Linked DNA regions of Muntiacus reevesi: region 1 is linked to region 2. Evidence: chromatin contacts called from public Hi-C data. All regions are on one chromosome and are shown on one strand. Each heading gives the region's core, a stretch centred on a gene start, on an enhancer-like site or on the middle of the called end of the contact. The rest is flanking DNA. Distances are from core to core; before and after follow the strand shown.

Region 1 (3,876 bases), core at 820-3,319, 360 kb before region 2:
TAGGGCTCCACATGGCAAGCTGGGAGAAAGAAGCCTACGCTGCTAACATTCCCAGCATTCTTGAGCCGTGGTGCCAAATGCAGCCTGACCAGACTCCCCCTCTGCCCAAATCAAGGGGGCCAGTTCACACCAAGTCTTCTTTATAGTGATCACAGGGAGTCTCAGAATCTTCTAAACTAACCTCTTTCCAGGGACAACGACAGTAGATGGCCTCTGGCAACTGGGAAGGCAAGTAGAAGGGGGCAAACCTACCCTTAAGGAATTGAAAGCATAATTCAGGTAAAGAATCAATCCCAGAAGTTTCCACATACACCAAGGGAACCTCCTAAAAAGGTCTTAAACTCTGCCACTGCTCTAATCCTCAATCCTGGAGGAAAACAAATTATCAAAGATGCTCAAGTCGTCAGCTCACAGAGCCACACCTAGTCCTTCAATCTTGAGACTTTTTAGTATGAAAAAAAAGTGAGAGAGGAAAATGGAACACGTGAGTTTTGGTGGGGCACCATCCAACCCAAGCTGAGGCTTGCCTCACCAAACCTTGACCTGGTTTGATACAAGGGATAGTAAACAAGAACCATGTGAATTGAATTCAGGCCCCCAAGTGCCACACAATTCACAAGTCTGTCTTTCTCCAGACTACTCCCACTTGCAGTGTGCCTGCCTGGATAAAGTACTGTCCCCTGGCTCGGTACCCGGTGCTCCCAGCAGGGTCAACACTACCACACTAGGTGGTATCAATTATTTTAAGTGCCATACCACACAGTATCAGGTATTCCCAGATTACCAGACGCCAACCCTATTCACAGAATGTTTGAGGATAGCCTAGGTAGAAGACCTGTAAGGTGCTTCCCAGCCCTGCACACCTAGGATGGAATGATGCTCACTGGGAGAAAAGGAACTGTTACCACTCAGAACAAATGAGATTGCCCTTGCACATCACCATCATTATCAGGAAAGGTAACAACCCAGGGCAACTGGAGATATCCATAGGGAACAGGATGGGAGTGGCAGCTACCAGCTGGGGCAAAAGGAGGAGAGTTAGAGGTTACACCAGAATAAAAGGCAATCCAAAGGAGAGGAAGCAAAGGAGTCGGTGAATCGCAAACTATCACCGGTAAAATTCAGAGAGGAAGAAGGGCTGAATGACACACCTGGGAGGGATCTCACAGGTGGCAACGTCCTAAATGAAAGGTACTGCTGAGAAGGGGGAAATCTCTGAAATCTACAGAATTCCAAGCCAGGTCCTTCCAGCTGAAGTCAATGAAGAGGCTTGGAACCTTGCGGGGTGAGGGGGCCGCGGGGAAGAGGGCCATTCCCAGGTGTCAAGAAAAGTCGTGAAGTAACCAAAATGAGCCAAAATGATGAACCTTGCGATGTGGGTGGGTAATAGAAAGGGGCAGTCGAGGCGCCATATGTCAGGGTGTCCCTGACTATGGAAGGGCAGAGATTCTGGGTGCATGGCAGAATCTCAAGCGTCAGAAACAAGTGCAACCTGAAGAAAAAGAGCCGAACCCCGAGAGGGGATTCGGCCTCCCAGGTCTTTCGAGACCAAAAAGCTGTGTGGGGTGATTCCGAGTCCCAGACAAGAGGACTCCAGAGACACGCACGCGAGGGGGTCCTCACCGTGATGTTGCAGTGGATGCGGACGGGATCCCCAGGCACCGACCCCCGTGAGGGGAGATGCTGTCCGGGCGCGGCCCCCGCCCCGGCCCCTCCGGCCCCAGCCAGCAGGAACTCGCAGCTCAGCTCGTCCAGGCAGGCGCTGGCAATGCGGAAGCGCTCGTGGCCGCGGTGGAAGATGGACTCGAGCAGCTTCAGCTCCCGCCTCAGGCAGGGCCCCGGCCCCGGGCCCCCCCCCGGGCCGCCCCCGGCCCCCGGCGCCGCCCCCTGGCCCCCCAGCTGCTGCCCCGGCCCCGGCTGCTGCTGCCCCTGCGGCTGCGGCTGCTGCATCCTCCGCTCCGCTCCGCTCCGGGGCCGGCGGGCCGGGAGCCTCCGGCCTCCGCTCCGGGCTCCGCCGCCGCCGCCGCCGCCGCCGCGGTCCGCACTTCCTGATCCCCCCTTCGCCAAGATGGCGCCGCCGCCACCTCCGGGACAGGGCCCCCCCCTCCGCTCGCCGGCCCCCCCCACCGCCGGAAGCCGCGCGCCCCTCCTCCTCCTCCTCTTCGGCGGCCCCGCCTCCGTCCCCGTCACGTGATCTCACTGCTCCGACCTCCTTCACGTGACACCTCTCTCCTTCCCGCCCCCTTGTTCTGTACAACCACCCTCCACATGTGACCCGGGGCTTCGGGCTCGCCGCCTTCAGCGTCTCAGTACGTGTTTACGTACGGCGTGCGTGCGTGCTAGAGCCCTCACCGGCGAGCCTCTCTCACGTGACCCGGCGCCGCGTGCTCCCAGGGGCTACCTGCGCGGGACTGTGTTTCCTGCTCTGGGCCCTTCTTCCCCCACCCGGAGCCGTGGTGAACATGTAGGGCTCTCAGTGAGCAGAGAAGAAAGAGGGAGGGCTGCGGTCGCCTCTGTATCATCTCTATCCTGCACCCACACGCCTGTCCTTGGCGCACGGTCCCCGAGGCTCTGTTCCCTTGGGGCCACCCTGAAATGTGGAGGGGCGTGTGATTGGGGAAGGAGCCGGGGACCCGGTTACAGGAGGCTTGGGTTGTCATCCCGGATGTTTTGTGACCTTGGGTTAACCACCTTCCCTGAGTTTTCTCATCTGTGCAGTGATTTTGATGAGGATGCTAATGCTTGCTTTGCCTGCTCCCGAGGGGTGGATGCGAGGAGGTCGCAGAGTGATCGCTGGTCAATGCTGCACGACGGGTAGTCGATAGCTGACTCTTCGCGCTTATCAGTCCCTTTGGGTCTGAACGTGGGTCGGGGAGGGACAACACAAGCTTCCTCTGCAGGGTCATGGAAGGAGGACGTCACTAGTCTAAACCTTTAACCCGGCAATAAAATGAAAGGAGACCACAATCCCAGTCCAAAGTCTGTTGGACTTGTCGCAGTGGTCCTGGCATAGCCGGTGTAGGCGGCAGTGCTTCCAGGGCCTCGCTAGGTGGCACTATCACAAAGGACAAAGCTGGCTGAGATTCCAGAGACCCGTAGTTGGCGTTCCTCTTCCAAGGGCAGGTGTTAGCCCAGGTAGGGCCTGATGGGTTCTACTGAGCCAACTCGGCACTTGAGCAGCTGGCCGGATTGCTACCTTCTCCTTTCACTTGGACTAAAATGAGTTAGTCGTTGTGGGAACTTAACTGTGCACCTTGATGCTTTGTTCTGGGCTACTCATTTATGTTGTCAGTGGAGGTTGGTAAAGGCCTTCATTGGCTAAATTGGGTTCCGGGTATTCAAAGATGATTTATCTCCTTTTGGGAGATTGGACAGTTAGCTACATGTCACTTTTATGAATGTGCAAATTGGCAGCATAAAAGGCTGTGCTAAGAATTCCTGTTAATTGAAGTATATTCAGTATCTCGTGTTAACCTGTAATAGAAAATGATGGGGGAAAAAAATTGGGTTGGCCAAAATGTTCGCTGGAGTTTTTCTGTAACATTGTATGGAGAAACCTGAACGAACTTTTTGGCCAGCCCAATATATACATGTTCAGTCGCCCAGTTGTGTCTGACTCGTAGTGACCCATGGACTGCAGCAAGCCAGGCCTCCCTGTCCCTCACCATCTCCTGGAGTTTGCCCAGGAGTTTGCCCAAGTTCATGTCCATTGCATGGGTCATGGCATCCAGCCATCTTATTCTCTGACACCCTCTCTTATGCCCTCAAACCAATTCCTCAGGGAGTGGCAAACCACCTGAGTATACTTGCGGTGAGGACCTCATGAACAGTATAAAAGGTCAAAAAGATAACACCAAAAGACGAGTGTAACTGAGT
Region 2 (3,523 bases), core at 905-3,404:
CAGATTCACTTAAACACTGACATGGTGAGGTGGGTGTTATTTCCATGTTTCAGGTGAGGAAACTTAGGTTGAGGGAGGAAAACTGAGTCACCCAAAGGACCACTGCAAGTCATGTACTAGTAACAAAGCCAATATTGTAAAATGCGTCCTAGGTGGCACAGTGGGAAAGAATCCGCCTGTCAACACAGGAGACGAGGGTTCCATCCCTGGTTCAGGAAGATCACCTAGAATACAAAATGGCAACCCACTCCAGTATTCTTGCCTGGAAAATTCCATGGACAGAGGAGCCTGTCAGGCTATAACTCAAGAGTGCTGGAGAGTCGGACATGCCTGAGCGCACACGCACACACACATTGGTAAAATAAAAATAAAAGCCAACATTTAGTCCCAGGGCTGTGCAGGCGTGTTCAGTTGCTAAGTCATGTCTGACTCTTTGCGACCCCAAGTACTGTAGGCCAACAGGCTCCTCTGTCTTTGGGATTTTTCAGGCAAGAATACTGGAGTGGGTTGCCATTTTCTACTCCAGGGATCTTCCAGACCCAGGGATCAAAGCCCAGCGTGTCCTGTGTCTCCTGAATTGGCAGGCAGATTCTTTATCACTGAGCCACCTGGGAAGCCATGCCTGTAACTAGGTGCTAAGAGTTGTTCTAGGCCCTTCGTGTACATCATCTCATTTAATCCTTACACTCACCCTATAATCTCCAACTCACGGATGACAAAACTGAGGAACAGAATGCATAAGAAATTTGGACAAGATCATACTCGAATAAAGTGGTGAGTCAGGATTTGAATCCCAGCAGTCAAATTCCCGAGTCTGTGCTTCTGACCACAAATTAATTGATGTGCTGGGTGGAGAAATGTAACTTGGGAAAAGGTGGCAGATACTTAGTGGTGAAAGATTCAAGTGGCAAACTCTGCCTTGGATTTTCTACAACCTCTTAGACTCCCCATGGTGACCAAAAGCAGCCTCCTACCACCCTCAACAGACTGGCCTTCAACAGGAGAGAAGCCCCACTCCACCTTCTCTGACTTCTGTGCTCTCCTAGCCCAGAAAAAATGGTCCCACACAGAACATCTTCCTTTGGGAGAAAACCTGCTGAAATTCCCTGGTGGCCCAGGGGTTAAGACTTCATGCTTTCACTGCTAAGGGCCGGGATTCGATCCCTGACTGGGGATCTAGGTCTCACAAGCATGCAGGCAGAGGCAAAAAAAAAAAAAAACACTTGAACAAAAATGTATTAAAGAAGCAAATGGGGAAAGCAAAACGAACCCATTCCTTAGAGCTAGACAAAAGCTGAATTTGAGTCCTGTATCTACCAACTACTTTATGTTCCTGGAAGGTTTGGGTGTTGTTTGTCTTTTGAACTTTTCAGAGTCTCCTTTTCTGCATGTGCAAAATGAAGATACTGACTAAAATTACCACACAGTACCTAACAACGGTATCTGGCATACAATAAAGGCTCAATAAATCCCATAAACGAGGTGGAGTGCTAGGTAAGGAGTGTCTGTGGAGTCAGATACAACTGGGGTGTAGTCTGAGGCAAATCCTTTATTTGTGACTCAGTTTCTTCTTCTGTACATTACCTCGCAATACTGTCAGGAGGATTAGGAATGGTGTATAAAAAGCGCTTTGGTAGCAACTGTTGACTAATACTCCTCGAAAGATCTAGAGCTTACCACCTCTCTTTGGAGAGGAGGCCGCCTGGTTCTTTGAGGTGGGCGTGTGTATACTGCTGTTTTTCCTGACGGCGACAATCCTCCACTTCTGGCCACCCAGTGCTCCTTCTGCCCTACAACCTGAGGACCCCAACTCCAAAGCTCACTCCATCACACCCCAACACACCGCTCGTGTCACGTGATTCGGGGTCTCGCGGTCCTCCTCCTTCCCCACCCCACGGACACCTGCTCTGAAGCGCCTCGGTCACGAAGTCCTTCCCGGATTTCCTCTTCCCGCTGAACAGCAGCACCAGCCCCGGTACGCCTCCGAGCGGGGCCATGGGGGTCACCACGCTCTGCGATCCCTAAAGCTAACTTTTCCCTACTCCTTAAATCCGACCACCGGCACAGAATGGACGCGGCCACTCGGTGGAGTGGCAACAAGGAGGGGTTCCGCCCCTCCCCGTCTTCTTCATGGCCGTGGAGAGGACAGACAGCCCGTACATGTGCTTCCGTGGCTTTAAATTAAAGCCTGCGCAAGTGGAATATGGAGAGAAAGAATGTTAATTCCTAGGGCAGCCTTCTCCCTTAAAGAAGCTCCCCAGCAGAACTCATTTGGAACAGTCCAACCCGCCCACCACCTGACGTCACGGCCCCGCCTTCTTAGCTGACACGCGTGACACGTGTGGAGGCGGGAGTTGGACGCAACTATTCTCTTCCGAGGGTGGTGACGTCTTAAAATTTCCTAAGTGAACCTCACATTGCCTTCCACACAATCCTACCAACACACCCAAAAAAGAATAAACTTTTCATATTGTGAAAGCTTTCAGAACTACCTGTTTATCTGTGCATTTTAATGCATGTGCTAAAGCAAATCCGTATATGCCCCCCACAGTGAAAAATAGGTGTTTCTGGATGTGAAATAAGGCGAGGTCGCGAGCGGCGTGTTTTGTGACGTCTGCTGGGGGGAGGAACTTAGTCAAACATGCTTTATTTTATTGTTAAATGGGTTTTACAGTCAGCGAGGCTACTGCAGTTTGACCCTTTAAGCCAGGAAAGAAAACTCACGTCGGTTTTCTAGCCGCGACTTCCTCTCCAAAAGTTTTCTGAAGCCAGAGAGCCTGGAATAAAGTAAGTTTAAAAGGTTTTTTGAAGCCACTCCTGGACTAGATAGATTATCTAGTTTCATCTGGAGTCCAGCTCTCAACCAGGAGTTCAAGGGGCAAAATAAGGGGCAGTGATCTGTCTCTACCCTGAATTCTCAGCTCTGACTCTGCCCACAGCAGCTGCCAGCCAGCCCCAGTTAAGGAAGTGGAGTTGTCTTTAGCTATGGCTCGCTGCCCTGTATCTCTCTGAATTTGTCAAAACAGCCTGCAACCCATTACTGCTTCTGTTTTACATGCTATCATGTAAAGAGAAGTGAGGTGTGAAGATCTCCTTTGGGAGAAACTGTTAATTCTCTGAACATGGAAAAGATGGCACAGAAGCAGCTAAGGAAAATAAAATGATCAGTGGTAAGATACAAAAAGAATGGACTTTGGGAAGATTTTTTTTTTTTTTTTTTTCTTGTAAGAAACCCTGAAAGCACTGCACATTTGCATGCACTTCGAAGGAAGCCTACAGTGGAACTGTAATCCCAGCTTTGGCGTCCTAGCACTTGGTAGGAATGTGACCTTCAGCAAGTCACTGTGAGTTCCCATCTCACAGGGTTGTGTTAAGAAGGAAATGAGGAAGATATATGATAAAATACAATAAAAATGCTTCATTTATTATTAAGTGCCAGATGCGAAGAGCCGACTCATTGGAAAAGACCTTGATGCTGGGAAAGACTGAAGTCAGGAGGAGATGAGGACAACAGAGGATTAGA

What was found. A called contact is a pair of places that touch in the nucleus more often than the background predicts.
Region 1: a contact with region 2 is called in a Hi-C map of muscle, with 2.4 times the contacts expected there. The contact joins the promoter of UBE2Q1 here to the promoter of PMVK in region 2. A contact is called at or near these places in 2 of 3 Hi-C or Micro-C datasets (blood and muscle).

The regions. Positions count from the first base shown.
Region 1 is chr1:78,827,117-78,830,992 of mMunRee1.1, reverse strand. UBE2Q1 (ubiquitin conjugating enzyme E2 Q1) reads right to left here and starts at 2,069. Exons shown (of 13, transcript XM_065903341.1): 1 at 1,624-2,069. The coding sequence starts at 1,950.
Region 2 is chr1:78,471,808-78,475,330 of mMunRee1.1, reverse strand. PMVK (phosphomevalonate kinase) reads right to left here and starts at 2,154. Exons shown (of 5, transcript XM_065903282.1): 1 at 1,903-2,154. The coding sequence starts at 1,997.